3 separate regions of the Mus musculus genome follow, and all the other regions are linked to region 3. A link is a contact called in public HiChIP or PLAC-seq and promoter capture Hi-C data. All regions are on one chromosome and are shown on one strand. The core of a region is the stretch at or near the end of the contact, and the rest is flanking DNA. Distances in the headings are between cores, read along the strand shown. Region 1 has its middle 21 kb from the start of 4930429P21Rik. Region 2 overlaps Gm34605 (a long non-coding RNA gene). Region 3 holds the start of Rassf1 (Ras association (RalGDS/AF-6) domain family member 1).

The links. Promoter capture Hi-C pulls out the DNA fragments that hold promoters and counts their contacts. HiChIP or PLAC-seq counts read pairs in DNA pulled down with a chosen protein or histone mark.
Region 1: a contact with region 3 is called in an H3K4me3 HiChIP or PLAC-seq map of embryonic stem cells, with 21 read pairs. The contact joins the enhancer-like site here to the promoter of Rassf1 in region 3. A contact is called at or near these places in 19 of 39 promoter capture datasets (3T3-L1-derived adipocytes, the HPC-7 cell line, HPC-7-derived erythroid cells and 12 more), 3 of 484 Hi-C or Micro-C datasets (the N1E-115 cell line, cortical neurons and muscle stem cells), 17 of 115 datasets of contacts at active chromatin or transcription factors (the 230-238 cell line, the HPC-7 cell line, bone marrow-derived macrophages and 11 more) and 4 of 9 other capture datasets (adipose tissue, embryonic stem cells, liver and 1 more).
Region 2: a contact with region 3 is called in a promoter capture Hi-C map of cranial neural crest. The contact joins the enhancer-like site here to the promoter of Rassf1 in region 3. A contact is called at or near these places in 4 of 39 promoter capture datasets (3T3-L1-derived adipocytes, the HPC-7 cell line, cranial neural crest and 1 more), 1 of 484 Hi-C or Micro-C datasets (rod photoreceptor), 8 of 115 datasets of contacts at active chromatin or transcription factors (the SCID.adh cell line, bone marrow-derived macrophages, embryonic limb bud and 3 more) and 4 of 9 other capture datasets (adipose tissue, embryonic stem cells, liver and 1 more).

The regions. Positions count from the first base shown.
Region 1 is chr9:107,373,753-107,377,345 of GRCm38.p6, forward strand. No RefSeq gene overlaps it. Among named protein-coding and RNA genes, the nearest start is that of 4930429P21Rik, 21 kb to the left of the region's middle. Within about 2 kb of position 1,924, at least 15 of the 459 cell types and tissues checked have an H3K27ac peak or open chromatin away from gene starts, as enhancers often do. A contact at or near this core is called in embryonic stem cells, fetal liver and trophoblast stem cells, where this site is marked.
Region 2 is chr9:107,734,666-107,738,238 of GRCm38.p6, forward strand. It overlaps Gm34605 (a long non-coding RNA gene), which reads left to right. Exons shown (of 3, transcript XR_001779306.1): 3 at 2,063-2,268. Among named protein-coding and RNA genes, the nearest start is that of Gm34605, 6.5 kb to the left of the region's middle. Within about 2 kb of position 1,621, at least 78 of the 459 cell types and tissues checked have an H3K27ac peak or open chromatin away from gene starts, as enhancers often do. A contact at or near this core is called in the HPC-7 cell line, the SCID.adh cell line, embryonic limb bud and 1 more, where this site is marked.
Region 3 is chr9:107,549,687-107,552,869 of GRCm38.p6, forward strand. It overlaps Rassf1 (Ras association (RalGDS/AF-6) domain family member 1), which reads left to right and starts at 1,869. Exons shown (of 6, transcript NM_001243748.1): 1 at 1,869-2,160. The coding sequence starts at 1,911. Zmynd10 (zinc finger, MYND domain containing 10) reads left to right here. Exons shown (of 12, transcript NM_053253.4): 8 at 189-361; 9 at 598-723; 10 at 812-933; 11 at 1,054-1,179; 12 at 1,275-1,635. The coding sequence ends at 1,350. It overlaps Gm34106 (predicted gene, 34106), which reads right to left and starts at 1,151. Exons shown (of 2, transcript NR_168657.1): 1 at 1,011-1,151.

The DNA.
Region 1 (3,593 bases), core at 674-3,173, 180 kb before region 3:
GAACAACAGGGTGCCAGGAACATTTTGTAGGCCTCCCTGGGGACAGACCCTGAACTGCAGGTTCCTATGTGTTCAGGCACAGCCAGGTTAAGTACCCCTCGGGGAGACAGACCAGGGTGCCCCTGAGAAAACAACGTGTATGCATCAGGACCCAGGGATGGGTGTGAGGCCACAGGCTAGGGTGGCCATGGAGTTTACACTGTAGTATTAGCAGAGAGGCTAACAGAAAGTAATAGGGCATGCCTGTGATCTCGGCACTAGAAAAGCTGAGACAGGGGGTTCACGAGTTTGAGATAGCTTGAGCTACACAGCAAAAGCCTGTGTTGAGCAAACAAAAACAAAGCCTTAAACAAACAAATAAACAAAGTAGTTAAAAGACCATGTAGGACCTATACCAGGCAGTTCTGTAACCGCAGTTCCAGGGCAATCAGAAATCTGTATTTTACGGACTCACAAATAAAGATAAATCTTTAAAGAAAATAAAAAGAAGAAATCAGAGAAGTGAAGGCCGAGTAGGTTGTGATAATCTGGATACAGATTCCAGTTACTTGTTTCAATCAATTCCACTTTTGGCTGAAATAACTCGGGTCAGAATCTTACCTTGAGTCTCATGGACTGCACTGTAGGCTTGCTTAGGTGGAGCGGAGGGGATCGGAAAAGCGAGTGCACGAGAACTGACAGAAATGTAAGGTTGTCCAGGAAAGAAGCTGCAGAGGAGGGGACTGGGATGCCCTAGACCACGGGATGTGGAGTAAAGGGATTCGGGTTGAATGGAGCAAAGGTGGATAAAGTGGGCGTGGTCAGGGACAGCTGGTGAAGCTAACCTCAGGTAACAGAAAGCGATACAAGAATTGGTTCATAAATGGCCCTGAGTGGTGCCAAACGCTGCACAGAGAAGAACTGTGAAGTCTGGAGGGCAAAGCTTGTCCAGTGTGTGATCTTCCAAGTGTGGTCTTTGGGACTTGAGCCATTTCTGGGGCGCAGAAAGGACAAAGCCAAGCCAGGCAGAAACCCAGGTCGGCAGGAGGCGCTGTGGCGCTCAGTCAGCATCTCAGGTATGTAGACTGAGGGCGATCACCCATCCCCCACCACCCAGTGAAGGAAGGGCGTCTCTCAACAAATGTTTGTTGAGCTCCTCCCTGCCCTGCATGCAGGATAAGGAAAGGAGATGTGCGGAACAGGTAGGAGGAGACAGGAAATTAGGGGAGGGTCAAATGAGCAGCTCAAGGTGAGATGGGGTTCATCCCAGACAGGCAGCAAGGATCCCTATATAAGGCAGCAAGGGCTGGAGAGGCAAAGACCAAAGGGTAAGAACGGGGCTAGAACGGGACCCAGTCAGCCTGCAGCTGAGGGTCCAGAAGACTTGATGGCATCCGCATAGGCCCCCAACTGTTTCAGATTCTCAACTAGGGTTCTTCTTCTCCCGTCTATGAAATGTGGGTACCCTATGGCTACCAGGAAGAGGTGCAGGAAACAAGAGCCCCACCCTAGGCCAACCCCTCCCCACCCTACCAGTGGCTAAAAATAAAAGCAACAATAATTTCCTTAAATGAAACCTCCACTTAAACACTTAAAAAGCAATAAAAACTCAATTTTCTTTCTCTCAATTATTTTACTTATTCCATTTTCCAAAAGGTTCACCCTGTTATGAAGATGTATTTTTCCCCATCAGCGGCAGCGTTCTCCGCCATTACTCAAACTGCCTCAGCCTCCCTCTGCCAGGAGGGTCCCCTGGTCTCCGCGGCAACCAAGTGTGTGTGACTGCGTGACTGTGGCCCTGCCACCACTGCTGTTGCTGATGGGGACACTGAGGGGGCATATATCTGCCCCACTTTGGCCCTTGCTCAGTTTCCCAACCTATCTTCTCCAGCCACTCACACCATCACCAGGACTACAAGCCCCTCCCACCAGCTGCTGCCCTCTGACCTAGCCACTCAGGTTTGTCTGAGTTGCGGGGAGGAGACAAAAACCCTCCCACCCTCAGACAAGCACGCAGCTTGTTTCAGAGAAGTAGGCTTGGTACTTCAATCACACAAGCCTGACACTGTAAAAATTGGGTTTCCTGGTATCATTAGTGCTTTGTGATTGGTTCCATTTGTATGGCGCTTGCCTGGTTGCTCATCTCTGCTAATTGTTTTTACTTGTTCTTTCCATTTTTAAACTGCTGTCGTGTTGGCTTTTAATTTTTAATTATTGCTACCCCTCTTTTTTCCCTGTTGGTCCAGACCTCTCCCGGGTAAGGCTCTCGGTGCCTGTAGCTATAGCCAGCTCCCTTTCGATGGCCAGGGCCTAGGACCACCAGTATCTGTCCTTACTGGTCACGACACATCTGCATACTGGTACAGTGATAGAGCTTGAGCCCAGTCTATCCTCCAAACATACACTGGGCACCCAGCATTCAGTCCTAGAAATGATCTGGGGCTCCTAAGAGACAGTGAGGGGATCCACTGGATACAGGGTGCAGTGAGAGCTGCTTTTGTTCTCTTGAGGGACACAGCTATATCCCATCCACCTGCCATCTTAACCCTGCTTTCTTGGGGCCTTAGGCCTCTGAGACTTAGCGATAATACGACTGTAACCGTGCCCTCTGTCTCCAACCCAGTAGCTGTTCTCAGCTTTCCTCTGGATGATCTATATCTGGTCTCCTATTCTGATTTTTTTCTCTTAGTTTGCCCAAACGCTTTGTGCCTCTGCTCCAACCTAATCATAAATGTTCTAGAGTGCCCGGGCAAATTCAATCCTTTCCCCTAGCGGTGGCCTTACTGGACAGTAGATGCTGAGTTCTCACATGCCATTGGGCTTCTGCACATTCATAAAACAGGGACTATCCACTAGCCCCCAAAAGAGATGGGATGCGCTCAGAACTCATTGCTAAGAAAGGCAGGGTAGACTGAACCCACGATTGTGGCAGTCTTTCTGGGGCTGTTCAGAGGATGCTGGAGAGTGTGGGGGCTCCTGGGGCTTGGGATGGGCAGTCCCAGTGTTGGTCCAAAATGTCAGCATTTACCCAGACCCTAAAGTCATTTTCCCAATGGGGACTCTGAGGTCCAAAGGATGAGAGTGACTTCTGATTTAATAGGGATTCGTCTATGAGGCCTCCTTACTGTTGGGGAGATGAAGCAGGACGTACCAGTGGCCAGCATAGGAAAGAGGATTGGCTGTAATCATTGGTAGCTGAGGTTAGACTCACCTTGTTTGGTCTGTGCTGCTACAGAAAGACAAGAAGGGGCAGAACGGAAAGGTGTTTTATTAGTGTTTCCTTGGTTGGTTTTATTTGTTTGCTTTAAGACAGAATCTCATACTGTAGCCCAGGCTGGCCTCAAGCCTGAAGCAATCCTCCTGCCTCAGCTTCCTGAGCTTTGGAGGAGTGAGTCTAGTTACTCAGCTTAGAAAGGCTCTTTTACTGAGCACGGGCAAGGCCACGTTTAATCCCTAAAACCATCTTGTTTCAGAGGACTCAGGCTCAACTAGGGGCAATGACCAACCCTGACTTCACTCCTGGCAATCCCAGACTCCCCTGGTATGTGCCAGAACTCTTCCTCCCCAACTAAGGACTAAGTATGTGTTCCAGTCAGAGGGTCATCTCCACCTCA
Region 2 (3,573 bases), core at 371-2,870, 180 kb after region 3:
TCTGCATAAATATTTATCAGGCTCCAGGGCCTAGAGCCTGCAGCTGGCTAGGAGAGGGGTGGGGAGCAGGGGGGCAGATGCTGTAGAAGGATCTCAAAGCCCTTTCCTAATGAGGGTGCTGGGAGGGGAGAGTGCGGCCCTGGAGCCTCTGGGGGAAGAGGACAGATGGACAGCGGGACAGAGGAAAGGAGAGCTTGGGTATAATCCAGCAAGCAGACCTTGTGTGTGTGTGTGTCCCCCCGCCCCCCGGAAAAACGGGGAAGGAGGCCAAAGAAACAAGGCTACTTGAGGCATGGTAGTCTTCTTAGACTGTCTTCCCATCTTGTGTTCCTCACACACAGTTGGCTCTTATCATCACCATCCTCCCGGGGTAACCTCATTCCCCACACAGTCCTGGGCCCCCGCACTGCCCAAATGTCCTGAGAGTGGTACTTCTGCACCATAGACTACCAGCCACAGTGCTCTCCAGAGCAATGTTTTTTCTAGATCCCAGTGTCTGCAGAGCTTATTGCCTTTGCTGTGGAGGGAATAGCGCCTGGTGCAAGCCTCTTACCTTTTCCCACCATCTCTCCCACCCCACACCCGCCTCCCAGAGCGCCCCAGGCCTTTCCCCCTTCTCAGCACCCTGCTCCCATCTTCCAAAAATGTCCCCCTAAGCTGCTGCCTTTCTCCACCCTCCAGATCTGGGCTCCCCCTTTTGCCCACATGAGCTTCTTTTCTCTTTAGTCACGGGCGCTGCAGACCTAGGTGAACCACGCAGACTGGCCACCTGGGGGAGGGGGTCTTGTCAGATCCTCAGCCTAGCTCTCCTGCGAGCCACCGGCACCCTGCCGCTGCCTCTCCTCATTGGCATGCTGGTGAGACCCACAGGTGGAATCAAAGCTCTCCGCAGCACAGAACCGAGCGGGGAGACAAAGACTCCCTCCCCGGCCTGGGGAAGAGGGGGACTATGGGTAGAGGGGGCATATTTTGGGGCCCAGTGTTTTCTTCTCAAACACTCCTAAAGATAAGGAGGACAGCCAGAGCCAATGAACACCCCGGTAAATAATGAGGGGACAGGGGGAAGGGACAGCCTCAGGCACAGCCTGGGGGGGAAGGCTCCCTCCCAAAGCCCAGAGCGCTCATTAGTGGAAGCCTACGGGGAGAGGCAGCTAAGTGGGTCAGCCCTCCTCCCCCAGCTGCCTGACAGGTGTGGGAGGGGAGGAGGCGTCTCAGCCTATTGTCCCTCTTGGAAGTCAGTTCTTTTCTGAGCCCCTGTCCTTTAACTCTCCCCTCTTCCTCAGCTCCTGCTCACCAAGCCCTCAGCCATGGTTCACCAGCTCCCCAACCCTGTCTTTCCTTCCTCATCTTTTTGCTCCTGTCCCCTATCATCTCCACCTCCTGACACTGTCCTTCAAAGGGCCACTACCTCCTCCCAGGGAGTCCTCCCTCCCTCCCTCCTTCTCTCCTCCCCATTTCCTGCCCCCACCCCTCTGAGCTTCTCGGGTACGCTAACACACCAACCGTGAATGTGGGGGGGCGGGGGTGGGGTGGCTCCGCCAGCCTCCCTAAGGCATCCTCCAGACTGAGCCACACCTGGGAGAAATTGAAATCTTAGACTCTTCCCCTACCCCCGCTAAAGAAGCAGACATCCCTGTCCGGGCCACGGAAGGCAGTAAAACAGCTCCGCTGGGGCCAGGTTGTGGGCTGTGCCAGATCAAGCATTCAGATTAAAGGAAGGAAGCCAAGCAGGGCATGTTGCAGGCTCCTAGCCAAAGCCTTTCTGCCCTGGTCCCCTCATGCCAACTGTCCTTGGGCATCCAATCTGGGGTCCCAAACGCCCTGTCTCCAGTGTCCCCACTCCAGTCACACTGATGGTCCCAGAGGATCTATGGAGTGGAGGAGAGAGGGAGGGGATTTCAAAGGTGGGTCTTTGTGCAGGACGTCTGGGTTCTACCTCCCATATATGGGTATATAGATGAGGGAGGGCAAGACACACAGCCTGTTAGCTAGTTACCCTTCCTTCCAGGTCTCAGCCAGGTTTAGACTATATCTTGATCAAGGATTTCCCTTTTCCATCCAGGCTGCCTTCTTCAGGTAAGAAATCTCTGCACCTGTCGGGCTGGTCCCAGGACAAGGGATAGATCGCAGATGAATATCTGCCACTCTTGCCACCAAGGGAAGAGCTGAACAACTTTCCTGGTCTTCACCAAGTTCCATGGCTGCTCCAGGTCACCGCAACCTGATTAGATCGAGTCTGGCTGCACAAGAGTTAATCTCAGCCTCCCACCCCCTTGCAGCAGCTGCAGATCTCTCCAGCTTCTCTTCCCAGCATCCTCTAGGTCTTGCTCTTTGTCTTTCTTCTCTCTCTCCCTGGGGCATTGAGGGTACATCTAAAGGCCCAGATCACTCCAGAATTGTAGAGTATGGTACCGAGGCCTGTCAGTTTCCACGGGCTGTGGACATGAGGGCCTGTCAGCTCTTCAGAGGGTCTGAGACTCTAGCTTTCAGCTTGCCAATCCTGTCACCATCCTACCCAGCAGGTAACCCTGAACCTGAGTTGATGGCCTCCGATCTTGAGGTTTGACAAGGTACCCAGGTTGGAATCAGGCTTCAGCTTCCCCAGCAGTCACCTCCACTTAGACAAAGGGTAAAGAAAGGCCCGTGGGCCTCCCTAGCTCCCATTTGAGAGCTCTAGTAACTCCCCATGGAAGGTGGAGCTACAAGCTTCAGGTCTGATGTGAACGACGTCTGAGTCAATAATTATGCATATACACGAGGCAGAAATGCATTTTATCGACCCAAGAACTTCTTTACCTGGGTAGGAAAGGATTGCTCGGAGACTGGAGCAGCCACAGTATACAGGGCCATCCTGGTCCTTGCTCCACAGCCCCAGAGCTAGGTGCTGTGGCTGTGGCACTACCTTTTTCTTCTATCTTTTTAGAGAAAGGGGCTCATTCTGTAACCTTGGCTGGCCTGGATCTCACTATCTAGACCAGGCTGATCTGTAACTTAGAGAAATCCACCGACCTCTGCTTCCCAAATGCTGGGATTAAAGGTGCATGGCACCTTGCCAGGTGACAATGTTATAAAAAGATTTTTAATTATGTGTATGTGTATGAGTCTGTGTGGGTGAGTGAAGATGCCCACGGAGATCAGAGGGGTCAGATCCCCTGGAGCTAGAGTTAGAGGTAGTTGTCAACAGCCCAAAGTAGGTGCTGTACAGGAGCCGCACGCATTCCCAATCATCTACTGAGCCATCTCTCCAGCACCCCCCACCCCCTTTTTAGTCAAGGCCAAAGGCCTCACTATGTAGCTCAGGTTGACCTTGAACTTATAAGTCCTACAGAGTAACTCCCAAGTGCTAGGATTATACACTATATTGCAGACATCTTTGTAGCTAATGAAGCTTTGGAGGACCCCTGAGCAGGTCACAGCCTTGACGACAAAGTACTTTATGGTCGGAGTTTAGCAGTATTTCCCTGTCTTCAGCTTAGGAAGAAGTGTGCATTTCTAGTGCCTCAGGTCTCTGGCTTACTACTGCTCAACAGGCCTGGGCAGATGATGGAGTGCTGCCACCTTGTGGCCACATTC
Region 3 (3,183 bases), core at 619-3,118:
GACTAGAGTTTGACTCTGAGGCAGACAAGTCCTGTGAACCATTTGTTGAAGACTCCACCTTGTTCTGACGTCTGGTGGCCCAGGCTTTCTAACCTTGCCAGGCAGTGGTGGACAGTCCTCCGGACCACACACTCTCAAAGATAACACAACACCCACCGGCATCCGGTGGGCTCCTTCTCCTCCCCCAGGCAAGCTGCAGCATTTTGAGAGTGGCCGATGGCAGACGGTGGCCCCCTCAGAGCAGCAAAAGCTGAATAAACTGGATGGGCAAGTATGGATCGCCCTGTACAATCTACTGCTCAGCCCTGAGGCCCGAGCCCGTTACTGCCTTACAAGCTTTGCCAAGGGACAGCTGCTTAAGGTGGAGAACTCAATGACCCCGCCCAGCCCCACTGCCCCCCTGCCCAGACCCACCCCCCAGGGCATCCTGGCCTGTCCCTGTCCCCTTTCCACAACTTGGGCTTCAGGCATCGACAGGGGAGCTGGTAAGATGCAAACCCTCCAAGGACGCTCAGCCCAATTTCAGGACTTCCTGTCTCTTGGCCCTCTGGCTAGGAACAGTTAGTTTCTCAATGGCCTTCCCTGGATCTCTTGCAGCTTCAGGCCTTCCTCACTGACACACTACTCGACCAGTTGCCCAATCTTGCCGATCTGAAGGGTTTCCTGGCCCACCTGTCCCTGGCTGAAACCCAGCCCCCTAAGAAGGACCTAGTGTTAGAACAGGTAAGGCCCTAGAACATGCTTGGGAGTGCTTGGGACGGTGGTCCACTTTTCCGGCTCCTTCCTCCCTGTCTCCATTACACTTTTTTAGATCCCAGAAATCTGGGATCGCCTGGAGAGAGAGAACAAAGGGAAATGGCAGGCTATCGCCAAGCACCAGCTTCAGCACGTATTCAGCCTCTCGGAGAAGGATCTTCGTCAACAAGCACAGAGGTAAAGTCCACTGAGTGGCTGAAGTCACGTGCATAGGACCAAGGAGGGAAGGTCACCTAGTGCTTCTGTGCACCTACCTGCCCGGTCCGTCCATTCAGCTCTTCTCGACTCCTCCCCCAGGTGGGCTGAAACCTACAGGCTGGATGTCCTAGAGGCAGTAGCTCCGGAGAGGCCCCGCTGCGGCTACTGCAACGCAGAGGCCTCCAAGCGCTGCTCCAGATGCCAGAATGTGTGGTATTGCTGCAGGTGAGGCGATCCTGGGACCTTAGTTGCCCCCCTAAGCTCCAACCCTGGGTTCTCCTACAAGCCCTGTCATTGTCATGCAACCCACCCCGCTGCAGGGAGTGTCAAGTCAAGCACTGGGAGAAGCACGGAAAGACATGTGTTCTAGCAGCCCAAGGTGACAGAGCCAAGTGAAGGCCGTAGCTGCCGAGGGCCGACAGAAGAGCGCACCCAGACTGTGACTGAGCTTCAGGGACTCGTGGCTCGCCCCTGTCAGACCTCAATTTCCCTGGTGAGCACAGCTGAGTCAAGTAGAGCTGCAAACCACCACACTCTTCACTTCCTGCCCCACCCAGCGAATACGCAGAGGACCAGGCCACAGCATCAGCAAACTGGCAGACAGGGTTGGGGGGTGTAAGCAAGGGCCGGATGTGGAGACCCTCTTCCTTTCGCACAATAAAGCAGACTCATGAAACGCAACAGTGTGGCGCTGTACAGTCATCCTTGGGGTCGGGGGAGAAGACTGGACGGAAAGATTGGGAAGGGGCTCTTTGAAAGGGCCCACCCCTGTGCCGTGCCCCGCCCACAAGTCCACACGGTCGGCTCGCCTAGGGTTCCAGCGCGTCCTCCTCGGCTCTTTCCCGCCGCCCTGCCTGGATCCTGGGGGCGGTGCCGAAGTCGCGGCCCGCCCTGCGGCCTCGCCCGCTCGGTACTCACTAGCTGCTAGTCCGCTACAGCACCGGCCTGACCGGGCCATGTCGGCGGAGCCAGAACTCATTGAACTACGCGAGCTGGCACCGTCCGGGCGCATCGGTCCAGGCCGTACCCGGCTGGAGCGTGCCAACGCTCTGCGCATCGCCCCGGGTACAACACGCAATCCGTCACAGCAGCACGTCCCGGGTCGTGGCCACCGTTTCCAGCCTGCAGGGCCCACCACGCACACGTGGTGCGACCTCTGTGGAGACTTCATCTGGGGCGTCGTGCGCAAGGGCCTACAGTGCGCGCGTGAGTAAGCGGCCCCACACAGCCAGCGACTACGGAAAGGGAGGCAGCACCATAGTTGCGGGTCAAGCGGCAGTGGAGGGCTGGTCAGTTGTGATGATCCTGCAGACCAGATCTCCTGGCCTTGCTCCATCAGGGAGAGTGCTTGAGAAAATGGTTTATCACTTGTCACGCTCTGTCCGTGCACAGTTGGGCAGAGTTAGTTGTCTGTGAATAAGAAGGTGCTTCAAGTTTGTCTTTAAAGTGCTTGTGCCCTTTCTTGAAAAGCCTTTGTGCCTGCTGAGCTCTGAGCCTACATTCCGAGGCCCGCCTCTTCCCAACGATTGGCTCACTGTGTTCCCCCTCTAGATTCCTGGGTGACGTCTCCCACATTAATAGGGGGCCAGAAAAAGTTAGAACCTTAGTTAGGCTCCTTGTTAGTAGGAATTCTATTGAAACTTCAGTCAAGGTTGTTTTGAGTCAAGGATGCAGAGGCTAAAACATGGAGTCCAGCCACACACACAATGAGTGGTCCTTCTGACCTAGGAATTACCAGCAAACAGAACCACGCAGGACAATATATACCTTCCAGTCTCCTCGCGCCTACTTCTCCTCTCAGACTTGTTGACTCCGTTGTTGAAAGTGGACCTTAGGCATCCTGGTTTTTCTGTTTTGGTTTGGTTTTTTGGTTGTTTTGTTGTGTTTTAAGACAGGGTTTCACTCTGCAGCCCTGGCTTGCCTAGAACTCTCTATGCAGACCAGGCTGTGACAAGCAACCCACCTGCCCCTGCCTCCCAAGTTCTGATGTATAGTTTTGAGTTGAGAATCGGTGCTTTGGGCCATATAGGAACTTAAAAATGGCACTGTAGGCCTGTGTGTGCCTCCAGATCATCTCATTCACTATACAAGTATGTCACAAACTCAGCTAGTGTAGCAGTTTGTGACAGAATGCCACATGAGAGCAAGAGCTGCGGCATCTCAGCATTCACAAGGAGAAAGAAAGCTGCTCTGGGGTTCTTGTCTAGGAAGCAAGACAGTTTGGGAGAT